Regions from separate parts of the Oryctolagus cuniculus genome. Here region 1 is linked to region 2. Evidence: chromatin contacts called from public Hi-C data. All regions are on one chromosome and are shown on one strand. Each heading gives the region's core, a stretch centred on a gene start, on an enhancer-like site or on the middle of the called end of the contact. The rest is flanking DNA. Distances are from core to core; before and after follow the strand shown. Region 1 overlaps SLX9 (SLX9 ribosome biogenesis factor). Region 2 overlaps ADARB1 (adenosine deaminase RNA specific B1).

Region 1 (7,411 bases), core at 4,623-7,122, 140 kb before region 2:
TGGGACTCCTTGACATCATGGCTTTGTTCCTGCCTTGGGAGGAGGCGGGTGCAGGTGCAGAGTGGGGGCAGCCCAGCTCCTCACTCCCCACCATTAGCAGGTTCACGGCTGCTCTGTGCTCCGGAGAGCACCCCCATCTTGTGCTCCTCCCCCACATTCAGTGCCACAAGCCAGTGTGTGGCGCACTGTGGCCTGGCAGGTGGCTGCTGGGTGGTGGTGGTGTCCGGTGACCGTCCAGTGACCTCGAACATGATGCTCACGTTAGCATCGTGTTGTCCAGAGGAGGTGGTACGGGGATGGTTTTGGAGTTCCAAGTCTAGTTCTGGATCCCTTCAAACTGGAAAACTGCAGAAAATGCGCCTTCTTTGTTCTCAGACGAGCACCTGGGAGGCGGGCAGGTGGGGTGAGGCCTGGTGGGAGGACAGGCCTGGTGTCCAGTGGGAAGTGCCAGAAGGAAGGCACAGCTGTCAGCTGGTGTTACCCCAGGGCCGCCAGGAGGTGGCAGTGCAGACACATGTGCGGCGGTGTTGGACTGGGGCACGTGGCCTCCAGGCCTGGCGTCGGGACGTTTTGCAGGGGTGTGTCCACGGCTCTCAGGCAAGACCAGTCCTGGCCAGGACAGACCCTTGCCCAGGTAACTGCTGGTTTAGACCCTGACCTTCCCATGCTCCTCCAGCGTCCTCCCCTGCTCTTCCCGGTAGAGGGCAGCAGCTGCACTCTCTTCATCCCTCTGCCCGGTTTAGGACCAGGGCGCCTGCCTTGCAGGGGGAGACTTGGCCAGTGCGCACCTTGCACATAGATTAGAGGGGGCCGTGGGCTGCCTTTAGGCAGTTTTTAAAAGATAACCATGAAGAACCTTTTCCACAGCTGAGTCGGGTCTGGCAGAAGTCACAGAGCATATTCCCGACATCTCCACCTACCCCAGACTCCTAAGAACACACAGAGCAGGGGACATCAGACTGTACCGTAGAACAGACGTCAGGAGGAGCTTGCCGGAGTCTTGCTGGCCGCCCTGTGTGTCAGCTGCCTCGGCCGCTGTGGGGCACGGAGGTGCCAGTCCTTACCCGTGGTCCATGGAGGGTGTTGCAGTGCTGGGCGGGCCAGGGAGGTAGAGAGGCCCGTGAATGGCTGTGTCTTCTGTCTGTCTGCTCTGAGCTATACATTGTTGAGACAGCCGGCCAGGGGCTGGCGGGTGGGGCCAGCCAGCCTGGCGCATGCCTGCTGGCTCTCTGGGGTCTCCTGTCACAGCACGTTGTGACCTTGGGCGAGGCCTGTTCCGTTCTAGCTGTGGGCAGGGGCCGAGCAGAACCAGCCTGCTGGGTTCAGTGCCCCCTGCTACTCCCCGTCTCTGATCTGCTTCCTGGGACCCCAGGCGTTCATCGTAAAGCTGTGAGCTCTCAGGCCAGCCCATGAGGGGACAAACCTCGCCTGAGCCATGTCCGGAGCACGTGGTGGTGGCACGCGTGTGCTCCCACCCGCACAGCAGGTGTGGCCTCCATCAAGTTGAAGTCACCTGCTGGACGTCAGGGTCCTGAGGTGAGCAGTGGAAGAGGGTGCGAGAGGTTGGGGCGAGTCAGCTGACTTTGTTTCCGCTGCCCGCTGCCCTGCGTGCTCTGCTGAGCCTTGGCCGCATTCACAGTTTGGGAGGAGACCGGGTCTGGGGATGCCCTGAGTGAGGCAAAATTCCCAGCCTGCCAGTGGCCATCCGAGAGCCCGCATCCACTGTGGCCGGTGTCTGCACAGGGAGGCTGGTGGGCGGGGCTGTGTGCCGCCTGCGGAGTCTCTTTCCCTGGTGGTGCCCCGCCCAGGCGCCAAGCCGGCCCTGTGGCTCGGTGCCTGTACTGCTCCGTGGCAGGTCCCCTCGCCACATCACCTGTGAGCAGGACTTGAGCTTAGGGCTGGCCGCGCTCTAAACTGCTTGTGTGAAACAACGTTGCGTAACTCAGAAAGCCCTGTGCGTGGCATGGAAGACAAAACCCTGGCTGGCCACAGAAGTGACACTGCACCTGGTCCTGCGTGTGGTCACGTGTGTCCTGCCGGCCTGCTGCCCCTGTTGGCCACTGGCCTGCTTGGGAGTGGACAGCTCCTGCTCCATCTCAGAAGCAGCCCTCCCCTTAGCCAGCGGGGGCCTCGGACCCCTGCCGCTCTTTGTCCAGGGTGTGTCCCCGCGGCGTCCATGCGACGCCTGTGTGCACTCAGCCCGTCCGGGGCTGTATGTGCTGGCTTGTTGGGCCCGCCGTCTCCTGTGAGGCTCACGTCTGCTCTGTTTGCCACACCATGGCCAAATGGCTTCACTGCCCCTAGTAATGATGTTGGACTGACTTCTGGAATCATTTTTCTGGAACTTTCTGTCAGGGAGTTGGGCCTGGTCTCTGAGGATCTGTGCTAGTGCTTCTGCTTTGTGACCAGGGTGGGCCTGAGAGCCTGGCTTCTTTCCTGTGGGTCTGTATCCGGCAGCAGCAGAGCCGTCCTCCTGGGGAAGGGGGCGTCCTGACCCCAGCAAGGTTTTTTCTGGACTGGGTCGGCATTTGGGTCATGCGGCCCCTCCCAGGGCCCCTCCCCCGTCCGAGCGCTGCTGCTCGGGCACGTCTCGGGAGCATGGGGGGGACTCGTCTGAGCGTGTGGGTTGCTGTTTCTAAACCCGGCGCTGTGGATGCAGTGGCTGGAGCTATTTAAGGCTCGCAGCATATTTCTGCTGTTTGTGGAGCCGGCGGGCAGCATCCTGCTGAGGCTGTCTGCTTGTCATGCGCTTCAGTGGCTGTTGGGGCCGGAGGGCGGCCGGGGGTTTTCAGATAGAAAATTAGGGGGCGGGTCGGAAGGGAACAGGGCTCTGTGTGGGGCTGTGCACAGAGGTGCCACCTGTGTCTGGTCCCAGAGATGCTGTCCTGGGGCTGGTGTCCCCAGCACTTGGGCCCAAGGGCAGTGCTGCTGGCCACAGAGGGGTGATGTGGACTCTTGGTGTTCAGAGCCTCCCTTGTCCCCAGGGCAGGGGCAGCAAGGACCCCCCTCCCTGTGGCTCAGGCCCACCTCCTAGTGAGCCTCGACCTCCCAGCCTTGCTGGTTCACTCCATTTCACAGCTTGTGGCGGTCTGGGGATTTGCTGTACACGTGTCGTGTGTGAGGGCGCTGACGAGGATTCACTACACAAGTGTCACGGTGATGGGGATTTGCTGTACACGTGTCGTGTGTGTGAGGGCGCTGACGAGGATTCACTACACAAGTGTCATGGTGATGGGGTTTGCTGTACACGTGTCGTGTGTGTGAGGGCGCTAACGAGGATTCACTACACAAGTGTCATGGTGATGGGGTTTGCTGTACACGTGTCGTGTGTGTGAGGGCGCTGACGAGGATTCACTACACAAGTGTCATGGTGATGGGGATTTGCTGTACACGTGTCGTGTGTGTGAGGGCGCTAACGAGGATTCGCCTCACGAGTGTCCTGTGTGTGATGTGCTGATGGGGATTTGCTACACATGTCACGTGTGTGATAGTACTGATGGGGATTTGTTATACATACATCATGTGTGTGACGGTGAGGATTTGCTACACTTGTGTCATGTGTGACAGTGATGACTATGTCCCCTCCATCTTCATGCCTGGCCCTGAGCTTGTAGCAAGGTGAGAAGTGGCTGGCAGGCGCCCTTGTCCTGAGTGGGTTCTGCTTTCTGAGTTCACACCAGCCGTGAGCGCTTGTCCTGGAGGAGGTAGGCGTGGGGTTTTGAACCTGCATTTCCCATTTGTAGCAGCTCCTGTCTGCAAGGGACTGGCCGTGGGACTCTGGGTCCTGGGGCTGTGCACTGTGGAGAGGGCCCTGCACGCTGTGGGTGGGTGTGGAGACCCCACACAGCCTCCCGCCAAGGGCAAGCGGATGCTGGATTGAGCGTCTGGAGCTGAGTCTACCTCGCGTGGCACTCTGGGGAGCTCTGCCTGTCACTGGCTTCCATCTCCTGTAGAGACCGAGGGCTCTAAGCCCTTGGTCCTCAGAGCAGGGCCCCTGAGTGGGCCAGTTGCCTCCACACTCGGAAGCAGCACACGCGTGCGGGGCGCTGCATTTTTCCAGCCTGCTGTGGACGTGTTGTGCGATGCAGCCGTGCTGCAGGGGCGGCGTGCATGCGTCCCCTGGGTCTGTGTGGGCGTGCATCGTGTCAGTAGATGTTGCCACGTTGCCAGCTGCAGACAGAGCCCCGTGGGAGCTCCCGGAGCAGCACACGAGAGGCTGCCCGTCATGCCAACCTGTGGTCGCAAGGTCCAGGTGGGACCTGTGTCAGTGTACGTGCCTGGCTTGTGTGGGTTCCTCGTGAGCGCCCTGAGGCGCCTGCCTGTGCCCTCCTGCCCTCCCCCAGCTATTGGTGTCTTGCTCACGGGTTTGGGACAGCTGTTTATACGGGAGGAGTGTCATCTCTGTCACCTGCAGACTGCTCTTCCCATTGGAACTCGTGTCATTGCACCCTGCAGAGGTAGTAAGCTTCTCTTTAGGAAAATCTCTGTTTCCTGTGGCTTGTATCGCTTCCAGTGTTTTAATGCTTTTATCATTTCGCCTTTGCCTCTATTTTTAGCCAGTCAGGACCTTATTCTCGCTTTGCTTGGCCGTGCGGCTGTGGGGGCGGCCCCATAGCTATGTTTCAGGTGGGCTGAGGGGACCCGTGTCGAGGGCTGCACCTCAGACCTGAGTTACATCAGTCGGACACCTGCAGGCACTGCCCGAGCCTGAGCCACAGTGCACGTCGTCCTATGAAATGAGAACGAACCAGGTGCGACCGGCTTTCCTGACCGTTCATGTGGGGTCCCTGGGAGCTGTGTCCTCCCGCCGCTCAGCACCACCACTGTTCTGACATCCAGTAGTGGGGCAGCCCTAAGTGTCGGGGCCTGAGCTGCAGTTCCCTCGAGCCCCGGCCTGGCTCTGCAGTTCTGGGCAGCCGCAGGTGCCTTGGGTACAAGGTGCACCTTGCAGGGATGCGCTGGGGGCAGGAGGGGACGATGCCTCCCTCTGGGATTGCCTCTGCTGCCTGGGGTCTTGGGGTCCAGGTCAGCAGGGACTTGCCCTTCACCCCCAGTGCTGTGAGCAGTGAGTGTACTGCTTGGGCCTGGAGAGGGGGCACTGAGTCATCCGAGCAGCGGGTGATCTGGGGTGTGGAAAGGGAGGGGTGCAGAGCCTGGGGAGGGGGGTCACAGCCCTCCCGCTGTGAGGTGGATGGCTGATCCCATTAAGTCTTGTTTTTGCCATGGTCCTAGACAGTTTTACTCTCCTTATGAAACTGCTGGCTGGGCTGTGGGCTTTCTGGGTTGGGCTGGGCCTGCCCTGGCCTTGGCATTGCTGCCCCCATGCCAAGTCTGGGTCTTTGGTGGGGAAGCTCGGGCTGGGGTCACTGAAAGAGTATGGCCCTTGCTGCTGTCATCTGTCACTCATCAGAAATGCTTACTGTGTCCCCTTTCCTCCCAGAGCCCTGGGGCCGCAGTGCTGACCGTGCTGGTCCGTGGTTGGCCGGGGCTCTGGACAGCGGCCCTTGCTTGAGGCTGAAGAGGCCCCGTGGCCCACCTGACGCCGATGCTCTGAGCGGCTGCCTCTTGCGAGCAGCTTGGCTTGCCTGCTTGGCTGTAGGCCTTGCTCTGAGTTTAGAAACCAGAGCAGCCCAGGCTGACATCACCTCGTCCTCAGCATGGGGGAGGGAGCACCTGCCTTGTCCTTCACAGTTCTGCGCCTCTGTGTCTCCCTCTGCCCGCGGGGCTGGGGGTCGGGACGGGCAAGACACACAGCCCGCTCTGAACCCCCGCGCTGAATCAGTCCGTCAGGGGCTGATGGGATCTGGGCAGTCCTCCGTGCCGCTCTGTGGCCCGCGGGGCCTGCTGCCAGCAGTTCCGGGCATTCCAGACCCTGCGCGTCTGACGGGAATGGCCTTGTTTGCTTCCTGTTTCTCTGATGCCATGGAGATGCGTGCTGGGAGCCCCCTGGGGCTGGGACCAGGAAGGGCCCTGCGTTTTCTTCATTCCAGCACAGTCCAGGTTACTGTGGGTCGGTCCCCGTCGGTCTTAGGGTCTTTTTCTTTGAAATAACTCCAGAGTTGCAGGCAGCCACCAGGATTGTCTGGAGAAAGCCCCGTCCTGCCCTGTCGGTGCATGGCCAGCGCCATCTGCCTCGCCAGAGCCACACACCTCAGACAGTGCCCGGGCCCCACGCCAGCCAGGACGCTCCCCACCCCCACCCCAGCACCTCACTGGGGGTTGGACAGTGTCCAGCTGCGTGGACGTTTTGTTCTCAACCCAACCTGAGGCAATGGGGACCAGGCACAGTGTGGGGAGCAGTGTCCAAGCCCTGGGCCGTGCAGTCCCCAGCCTGGGTGCGGCCAAGGCTGCCCGTGAGGGTTCGCAGCCCCTCCTTTTCTGTTGGGAGCAAGGGGTGGGGGTGAGGTGAGCAGGTCGGCTCCAGGGTCCTGACTACTGGGAGAGGGGTTAGGCTCCCTCTGTGGCCTGGGGTCGTCCAGCAGGGCTACTGCCCCTCCGTCCCCAGAGCTTGTTTCTGATGCTTCTTCCTTGAACCTCACAGTCCGCTGTGCCAGCTGGGACAGGCCTGTCGTGTGCACATGTCCTGGGGAGAGTAGGTCCCAACCGAAACCACTTAGCCCAGGGAAAATCAGGGCCAAGGAGAGAGCACCGCACTGGAGCGGAGCCGCCGTCTTCCGGAGCGCACCGAAGGCAGAGACGGTGTTAGCAGCACACATGCCTGCTTGCCATGACCATGGGGGCCTGCAGGGGCCTGGGCGGGCAGATAAAGATGAGACACACCCGGTGAGTTCATCCTGATCCTCTCCCCACATGCCAGGCCGACTTCCCCTGGGGCATGAGGCTGCCGGAGCGGTGACGCCAGTGTTTCTGGATTTATTCAGTGTGCTCCTGCAGCACGTGGAGACTGCCCTGTTGTCTGCCCAGGACCCGGAGGCCCGGTCCCTGCAAAGGGCGCTGGTCCTGCCCCCGACACCTGCGGCCCAGTTTCTCCTCCCCGTCCTCATCCTCATGTCCTACCTTGGCACCAGTGAGCAGGAAGGCCTGTGCTGGCTGTGCACAGCGTCCCCTGTCTGGCTCCTGCCCGTCCTCACAGGGAGGGAGTCACTGAGGTGCCAGCTGGCACCACGTGGGCCTGTGCAGGACCCGCCAGTTGGGCCTGTGTCTGTGGTGATTTCCGCCTGTCTTTGCTGCCCGTGAGCTTCCCCTTGGTGTGAAGTGGGCTTCCTGAGGTTGCCATGGCGCATGTGGCTGTTTCCGGCCTGGGTGCGCAGATCGGCAGGTGGACCTCCAGCTTCGGCCTGCTGTGCCGGCTCAGCCGAGTGTGCGTTTTCTGGGCACTCGGAGAAGCTGTGGCTGCATCCAGGGCTGGGCCCGTGGTTTAGCTCTGGGATTAAAGCTGCAAGCCAGGACC
Region 2 (6,922 bases), core at 904-3,403:
GATGTCCCACACGGGTGCAGGGGCCCAAGCACGTGGGCCATCTTCTACTGCTTTCCCAGGCCACAGCAGAGAGCTGGATCAGAAGTAGAGCAGCCAGGACTTGAACCTGCACTCATGTGGAATGCCGGCATCATAGGCAGTGACTTGACCTGCTGTGCCACAGTGCCAGTCCCAGGAAGAACTCTTTTTTTTTTTTATTTTAAAGAATTTGTTTTTCTACTTGCAGAGTGACATTATTATAAAATCCACAATTATTGCAATATCTGCATTGCTTCAAAGAACTCCTAAGAGTTTTGTTAAAACATATTTTTAAAAAATGGAACCAGTATAATGTATATTTTAGCTCTAAACATTGTGTCATTAAAGTCCACCTACATGACTAGCAGTTTAATTAAGGGTGTGTATTGTTAAAGAGCTCAAAACCTCTGATGGAGCACGGAGTAACAGGGTCTTTGTTACAGAGTGACGGCGTTGGAGTGGGCACCACCCAGCTTCGGTCCTGCTGGGACTTTGTCTCCGGCCGCTCGTGTTGAAGGAAGCATTGCCTGGGGACCAGAACCAAAATAAAAACTAAGCAAAGGGCCAGGTAAGTGACGACCTGTAGACCCTGCTGGGACTGGCGGCTCTGGCCCGCTCCTCTCGGGTGTGAGCCTCTGGCTGATGAGCACGGGCCCCGGGAGCTGGTAGTCCATCTCCAGCTTGCAGTGGCTTGGGCCGTCCACGGGCGCCCCCAGCCTGGCTGTGGTTCTGGGCACCAGGGATTGTGTCCATGCTTTGTGCCGGGCGCCAGGCCAGACCTGTTCAAAGCCTTTGCTGGCAATTATTATTTTGTTTGAGTGATTAAAAGAAAGTTCCTTCAGTACTCTGGGTTTGGTGACTGCGACGTGAGCCGACTTCCTCTTTTGAGAGGAAAATGCGTGTTTGTTAAATTTATTCATTTACTTATTCATCTATCAATTCATGTATTTGAAGGAGAGATATCCTGACTGCTTTACTCCCCAAATGTCCACAACTGGGCCTAGACCAGGGCAAAGCTGAGATCCAGGAACTTGGCCCTGGTTGCCCACGTGGGTGGCTGGGACCCAGGTACTTGGCGATTACCTGCTGCCTGCGGGTGTGCCCCCACAGGAGGCTGGGGTCAGGAGTGGAGCCGGGACCCCAGCCCAGACACTCCAATGAGGGATGCCTGTGTCCCAAGCAGCGTCTTAGGCGCAGTGACAGACACTCACCCAGAGACAAATGCTGGGGTCCCAGGAAGCGAGTGGGATGTGTGAGGGTTTCATGTGGCTTCTGTGGATTGACTGACTTGAGAGGGTTCACGCTGAAGTTTGTCTCGTGGGTTCAGACCAGGGGAGAGGAAGAAGGAAGTGGCCTCCAGCGGGCCGTGGCCAGGGGATGCCGGCGTGCTCCTGTGTTCTGTTGACGCGGGGCAGCACCTGGAGCCGTTGGGACCACAGAGGTCACCAGGGAGTGAGTGTGGATGGAGGCGGCGGCTGGGGTTTGCTGTGTTTGGGGACTGGGGATGTGGCCATATCTGACCGCTGGAGTACGAGCAGAGAATGGGCAGGCCAATGTCAGGGCTACTCTCTCCATGGCTGTCCTGTGGGGTGAGGGTTACTCTCCATGTTGTCCTGTGGGGTGAGGGTTACTCTCTCTGTGGCTGTGCTGTAGGGTCAGGGTTACTCTCTCCATGGCTGTGCCCTGTGGGGTCAGGGTTACTCTCTCCATGGCTGTGCCCTGTGTGGTGAGGGTTACTCTCTCTGTGGCTGCCCTGTGGGGTCAGGGCTACTCTCTCCATGGCTGTGCCCTGTGAGGTCAGGGTTACTCTCTCCATGGCTGTGCCCTGTGGGGTCAGGGCTACTCTCTCCATGGCTGCCCTGTGGGGTCAGGGTTACTCTCTCCATGGCTGTGCCCTGTGGGGTCAGGGTTACTCTGTGGCTGCCGTGTGGGGTCAGGGCTACTCTCCATAGCTGTGCCCTGTGGGGTGAGGGTTACTCTCTCCGTGGCTGCCCTGTGGGGTGGCATTTCATTTGCTCCCACAGCCTTTCTCTCAGTTCGATCAGTGACATGAAATCAGTTCCTCTGTAACCAGTTTCTTGGAAGACAGTGAGAATGCCAGCGTGGAGCGAGGCGGAGAGAGACGTGGGGTTTCGTATTGCTAAGTTAGGTGTAATTTATGGCTGCCTATTTTTAACATGCCGTGGAGCTAAAGCACTGCATTAATTATGCTGTGTAGTGAAAGGCAAGTATTTTTATACAATGTAAGCACGCACTGGAGGAATGAATTATTTATAATCCTTTGCACAAATAAATTGTTCTTAAAGGCATAGAGCAAGTCACAGGCCAGAAGGAGCTGGCTGGTGTGTGTGCCGAGAAAGCACTGGGAGCTATAAAACATCGCAGCAGCGTGGAGCAGGCCCCTCCTGTTAATAAGTGGCTGCCACCAGGACTTTGTGTTTCTGTGCTTCCCGAAGACGAGAACTAGTTCTGGCAGCAGAGTGTGAGGTGTTGCTCTCTCCTTTTCCGGCTGGTGTGGAATGAAACAGGAATAGATGTAGAGTAGTAACTACAACATGTCCCTTCCTGGAAGCCCTGCTTGTCACCTCCTCGGCGCCAGAGGGAGGCTCTCTCCAGGGGCCCTCTGGGCCCTGACCCCCGCTGGGGGGCTTGGTTTTCAGTTTCAGGCAGAATCCTGCTTATGCCACTGCCTCCCCCTCGTCTTAACACACGGGGGTCTTCTGAGGATAGATATTGGGGTCACCCTGAGCATGCGAGATGGGGAGGTCGGGGGCCGCCTGAGCACACGGGGGTCTTCTGAGGGGGGAGGTTGGGGCCACCCGAGCACACGGGGGTCTTCTGAGGGGGGAGGTCAGGGGTCGCTCGAGTACACAGGGGTCTTCTGAGGGGGGAGGTCAGGGGTCGCCTGAGCACACGGGGGTCTTCTGAGGCGAGGTCAGGGGTCGCCTGAGTACACGGGGGTCTTCTGAGGGGGGAGGTCAGGGGCTGCCTGAGCACACGGGGGTCTTCTGAGGGGGGAGGTCAGGGGTCGCCTGAGCACACGGGGGTCTTCTGAGGTGAGGTCAGGGGTCGCCTGAGTACACGGGGGTCTTCTGAGGGGGGAGGTCAGGGGTCGCCTGAGCACACGGGGGTCTTCTGAGGGGGGAGGTCGGGGGTCGCCTGAGCACACCAGGGGTCTTCTGAGGTGAGTAGGTCAGAGGTTGCCCGAGCACACAGGGGTCTTCTGAGAGGGGGAGGTCAGCGGTCGCCTGAGTACACGGGGGTCTTCTGAGGGGGTTGGTCGGGGTCACCTGAGCATGCCGGGGTCTTCTGAGGGGGCTGGTCGGGGTTGCCTGAGCGCACGGGGGTCTTCTGAGGGGGGAGGTCAGGGGTCGCCTGAGCACATGGGGGTCTTCTGAGGGGAGAGGTCGGGGGTCGCCTGAGCACACGGGGGTCTTCTGAAGCGAGGTCAGGGGTCATCTGAGTACACGGGGGTCTTCTGAGGGGGGAGGTCAGGGGCCTCCTGAGCACATGGGGGTCTTCTGAGGGGGGAGGTCGGGGTCACCTGAGCATGCAGGGGTCTTCTGAGAGGCTGGTGGGGTTGCCTGAGCGCACGGGGGTCTTCTGAGGTGGTGGGGGGAGTGCCACCCTGTTGAGTTCCCGCAGACGGTGCCTGCTCAGAGGTTGGGAGGGGCTGAGGAAGGTGGTCTCGTGCAGAAACTCGGACGCGGTTTGTGAGCATCCTCGCTGCCTCTGCCGCCAGTGTTCCTTCTGTAACAAGTGCTCATTCGTTCCCCTTTTTAATTCTAAAAGGAAGTTCATAGAACATGTCAGCTGACGTAATTAAGCTGTATGATTTTGAGAGCATTATCATGGCACATTGTAGCGTGAAGGGTGCACACACCCCCACTTGCATCACTGTGTATACAGCAGGCGCTGCTGCCTTCCCCACAACCACTGGCGTGCAGTGCAGCACCGAGTGCCCCGTAGGTCAGTGCTCAGCTACGCTGGCTGCTCTGCCCTGCATGTGCAATGAGAGTTAACGTTGCTTGAGCATTCGGTGTGTGATTAAGGCATGGACAGACACACGGTGCTTTTTTGTCTTTTAAGATTTATTTATTTATTTGAAAGTCAGGGTTACAGAGAGAGACAGATCATCCATCTGCTGGTTCATTCTGCAAATGGCCACAATGGCTGGGGCTGGTCCAGGCCTAAGCCAGGAGCCAGGAGCTTCTTCCAGGTCTCCCATGTGGGTTCAAAGGCCCGAGCACTTGGGCCATCTTCTGCTGCTTTCCCAGGTGCATCAGCAGAGAGCTGGACCGGAAGTGGACAACCAGGGCACTAACTGGCACCATGTGGGATACCAGCGTTACAGGCGGTGGCTTTCTCTGCTGCACCACAGTGGCGACCCCTACCCAGCTTCTGTGTGAACCAGTCAGGCCCGGCTTCAGCCATGCTGCGTGGCCTTCTGTTGCCAGGGTGGTCCTGCTGTCGCACAAGGTCCTAGAGTTGTGGCCGGGATGACCTGGCTGCCAGGAACAGTCCCAGTGTCCCACGTGCTGCGGGGACCAGCCACGTGAGTCGTGGCCAAGGCCGTCAGTCTGTGTTAGCAGGAAGCGGGATTTCAGCACGAGCTGAGACTCAAACCCAGGCGCTCCTGGGTGGGGTGTGGGCATGCCAGGCGGCTTCCTCACTGTGCCCCACGCCTGCCCGGGCACGGGGCAGTGGAGGCCCCCGCTGTCCTGTGCTGCCCTGGGTGGGGGAGCAGGGCGGGGGGGTCCTGGCAGGTGAGCTGCCAGGCACCTCAGCGGTGTGGCATTGCCCGTGTGGAGGTTGGCAGGTGACCAGTCCCGGCACCGCGATGGCCTTTTGGGTCGCGTGAGCATTGCTGCTGTGCTGCATTCTGGATCCTTACACGTTGGCCCGAAACCTTGATGTGTTCTCCCCTTTTTGACTAGAGGAGCCCCTGAGCGCAGCTATGGCAGAAGGTCACGGGAGCAAAATACGGCCTGGCCGAGAGCGAGGCTCAGCGCCGGGAAGGGTCTGTGGGGCCAGAGCCGAGCCTGCAGGCTGTTTGCCCGAGCCCTGTCGTGTCCGTCTGGAGATGAAGCGTGTCCCCACCAGGGTTTGCCCACGCGCCAAGCAGAGGATGAATTTCTGTATCTTGAGGCCCATGGAACGTGACTTTGCTGACGGCTGGTCGGGCAGAGAGCCGGAGCAGACCCTCCTCCTGGCCAGTGTGGAGGCCCCTGCTTATGGGCAGCTGCACCTGCCAGGAGGTTGGTTCCACACATGGTGCTCCACTTCCTGTCCAAGTGAACAGACCGAGGGGCTGTTTGGTGCAGCGGGTTAAGTGGCTACTTGTGACAGCGGCAGTGCCATTTTGCTAGCCTGCTTCCAGTCCAGCTTCCTGCTGGTGCACGTGGGAGGGCAGCAGGCATGGCCCCTGCCACCCAGGCAGAGCCCTGGAGTTCCTGGCTTCAACCTGACTCAACCCTGACTGTTGTGTGCATCTGGGGAGTGAACCAGCAAGTCGGAAAATCAATCTGTCAGTCTGTCTGTCTCTCCCTCCCCTTTCTCCCTCTCTGTCACTCTCCCTTTCAGAGAAGTGCGTAAGTAAATACGTCTTTAAAAACGGAAAGTGGCCGGCGCCGCGGCTCACTAGGCTAATCCTCCGCCTAGCGGCGCCAGCACACCGGGTTCTAGTCCCGGTCGGGGTGCTGGATTCTGTCCCGGTTGCCCCTCTTCCAGGCCAGCTCTCTGCTGTGGCCAGGGAGTGCAGTGGAGGATGGCCCAGGTGCTTGGGCCCTGCACCCCATGGGAGACCAGGAAAAGCTCCTGGCTCCTGCCATCGGATCAGCGCGGTGCGCCGGCCGCCGCGGCGGCCATTGGAGGGTGAACCAACGGCAAAGGAAGACCTTTCTCTCTGTCTCTCTCTCTCACTGTCCACTCTGCCTGTCCAAAAAAAAAAAAAAAAAAAAAAAAAAAAACACGGAAAGCAGGGCCGATTCTCACTGACCTTACGTAGTAAGCCGCAGTGCGGGGCAAGCGAGGTCTTCGTGCCGGCGTTTGTTTCTGAGTCCGGAAGGTTCTGGACAGGCAGCTGTCACTCTGTTCGTTACGACTCTGAAAGCGGGGGCTGGAGACCGGGGGAGAAGGGCTCCTGCGTGTGCTCGCGAAGCAACACTGCGTTGCGGGCGGTGCCAGCCGCTCCAGGCGGTGGGCAGTGCTTCGGGTCAGGTGCAGACACTCTCTCCAGTCTTGGGGCTCCCGGCCCCGGGGACCCCCACCTCATTTCCTGCAGAGTCAGCACAGAGTGTCTGCTGTGGGGGAGCAGCCTGGCTGAGAACCTGGAGGAGGTGGCCCTTGATGAGGACCCAGCAGGGCTCCCAGCTGGTGAGGGGTGCGTCCTGTTCAGGGGATTGTTCTCTGTCTCACAGAACTAAAAACGTCTGAGGAAAGCTGGGATCAAATGTGAAAGGTTCTGAAATGTGCTTGAACCCCCAGTTTGCATGTGTGCTGGCATTAAGCTTCTGAGAGTGAAGAATGAGCCCCCCAGTGCGACCCCAGAGATAAAACTCAGTGGCCTGCACCTTGGCGGTCTGAGACATGGGTGGGCCACCCTCTGGTTCCCTCGTGTTCTGGGGGTGACGGAATCCTCAGGACCACTGTGCAGAGAGAAGGAAACCCCGACCGTGCGGCCCTGCCACTTGCGTCCCTGAGCAAGGACTGGGAGTGCATCAGCGCCCTCTTGTGGACAGATCGTTCCGTGTCTGCTGTGGAGGCCACCAGGGCTCCTGTGCAGAACAAAGTTCTGGAAGACTGTGACCCCCCACTGCCTTCTGACCCCCAGGGGGCCAGGCCCTAGGAGCTGTTGACCCCTGTGGCCACAAGCTGGCTTTCGTATTTTTTTTTTTGACAGGCA

Evidence for each region. Hi-C and Micro-C count contacts between places; a contact is called where the count stands out from the background.
Region 1: a Hi-C map of psoas muscle shows a contact between it and region 2, with 13 times the contacts expected there. The contact joins two enhancer-like sites. A contact is called at or near these places in 4 of 6 Hi-C or Micro-C datasets (ear pinna, psoas muscle, skin fibroblasts and 1 more).

Annotation. Positions count from the first base shown.
Region 1 is chr4:1,645,597-1,653,007 of mOryCun1.1, reverse strand. The region is part of intron 2 of SLX9 (SLX9 ribosome biogenesis factor); the gene reads left to right. Among named protein-coding and RNA genes, the nearest start is that of SLX9, 8.0 kb to the left of the region's middle. Within about 2 kb of position 5,872, at least 5 of the 8 cell types and tissues checked have an H3K27ac peak or open chromatin away from gene starts, as enhancers often do.
Region 2 is chr4:1,500,547-1,507,468 of mOryCun1.1, reverse strand. It overlaps ADARB1 (adenosine deaminase RNA specific B1), which reads left to right. Exons shown (of 12, transcript XR_011387666.1): 2 at 462-586. Among named protein-coding and RNA genes, the nearest start is that of ADARB1, 59 kb to the left of the region's middle. Within about 2 kb of position 2,153, at least 2 of the 8 cell types and tissues checked have an H3K27ac peak or open chromatin away from gene starts, as enhancers often do.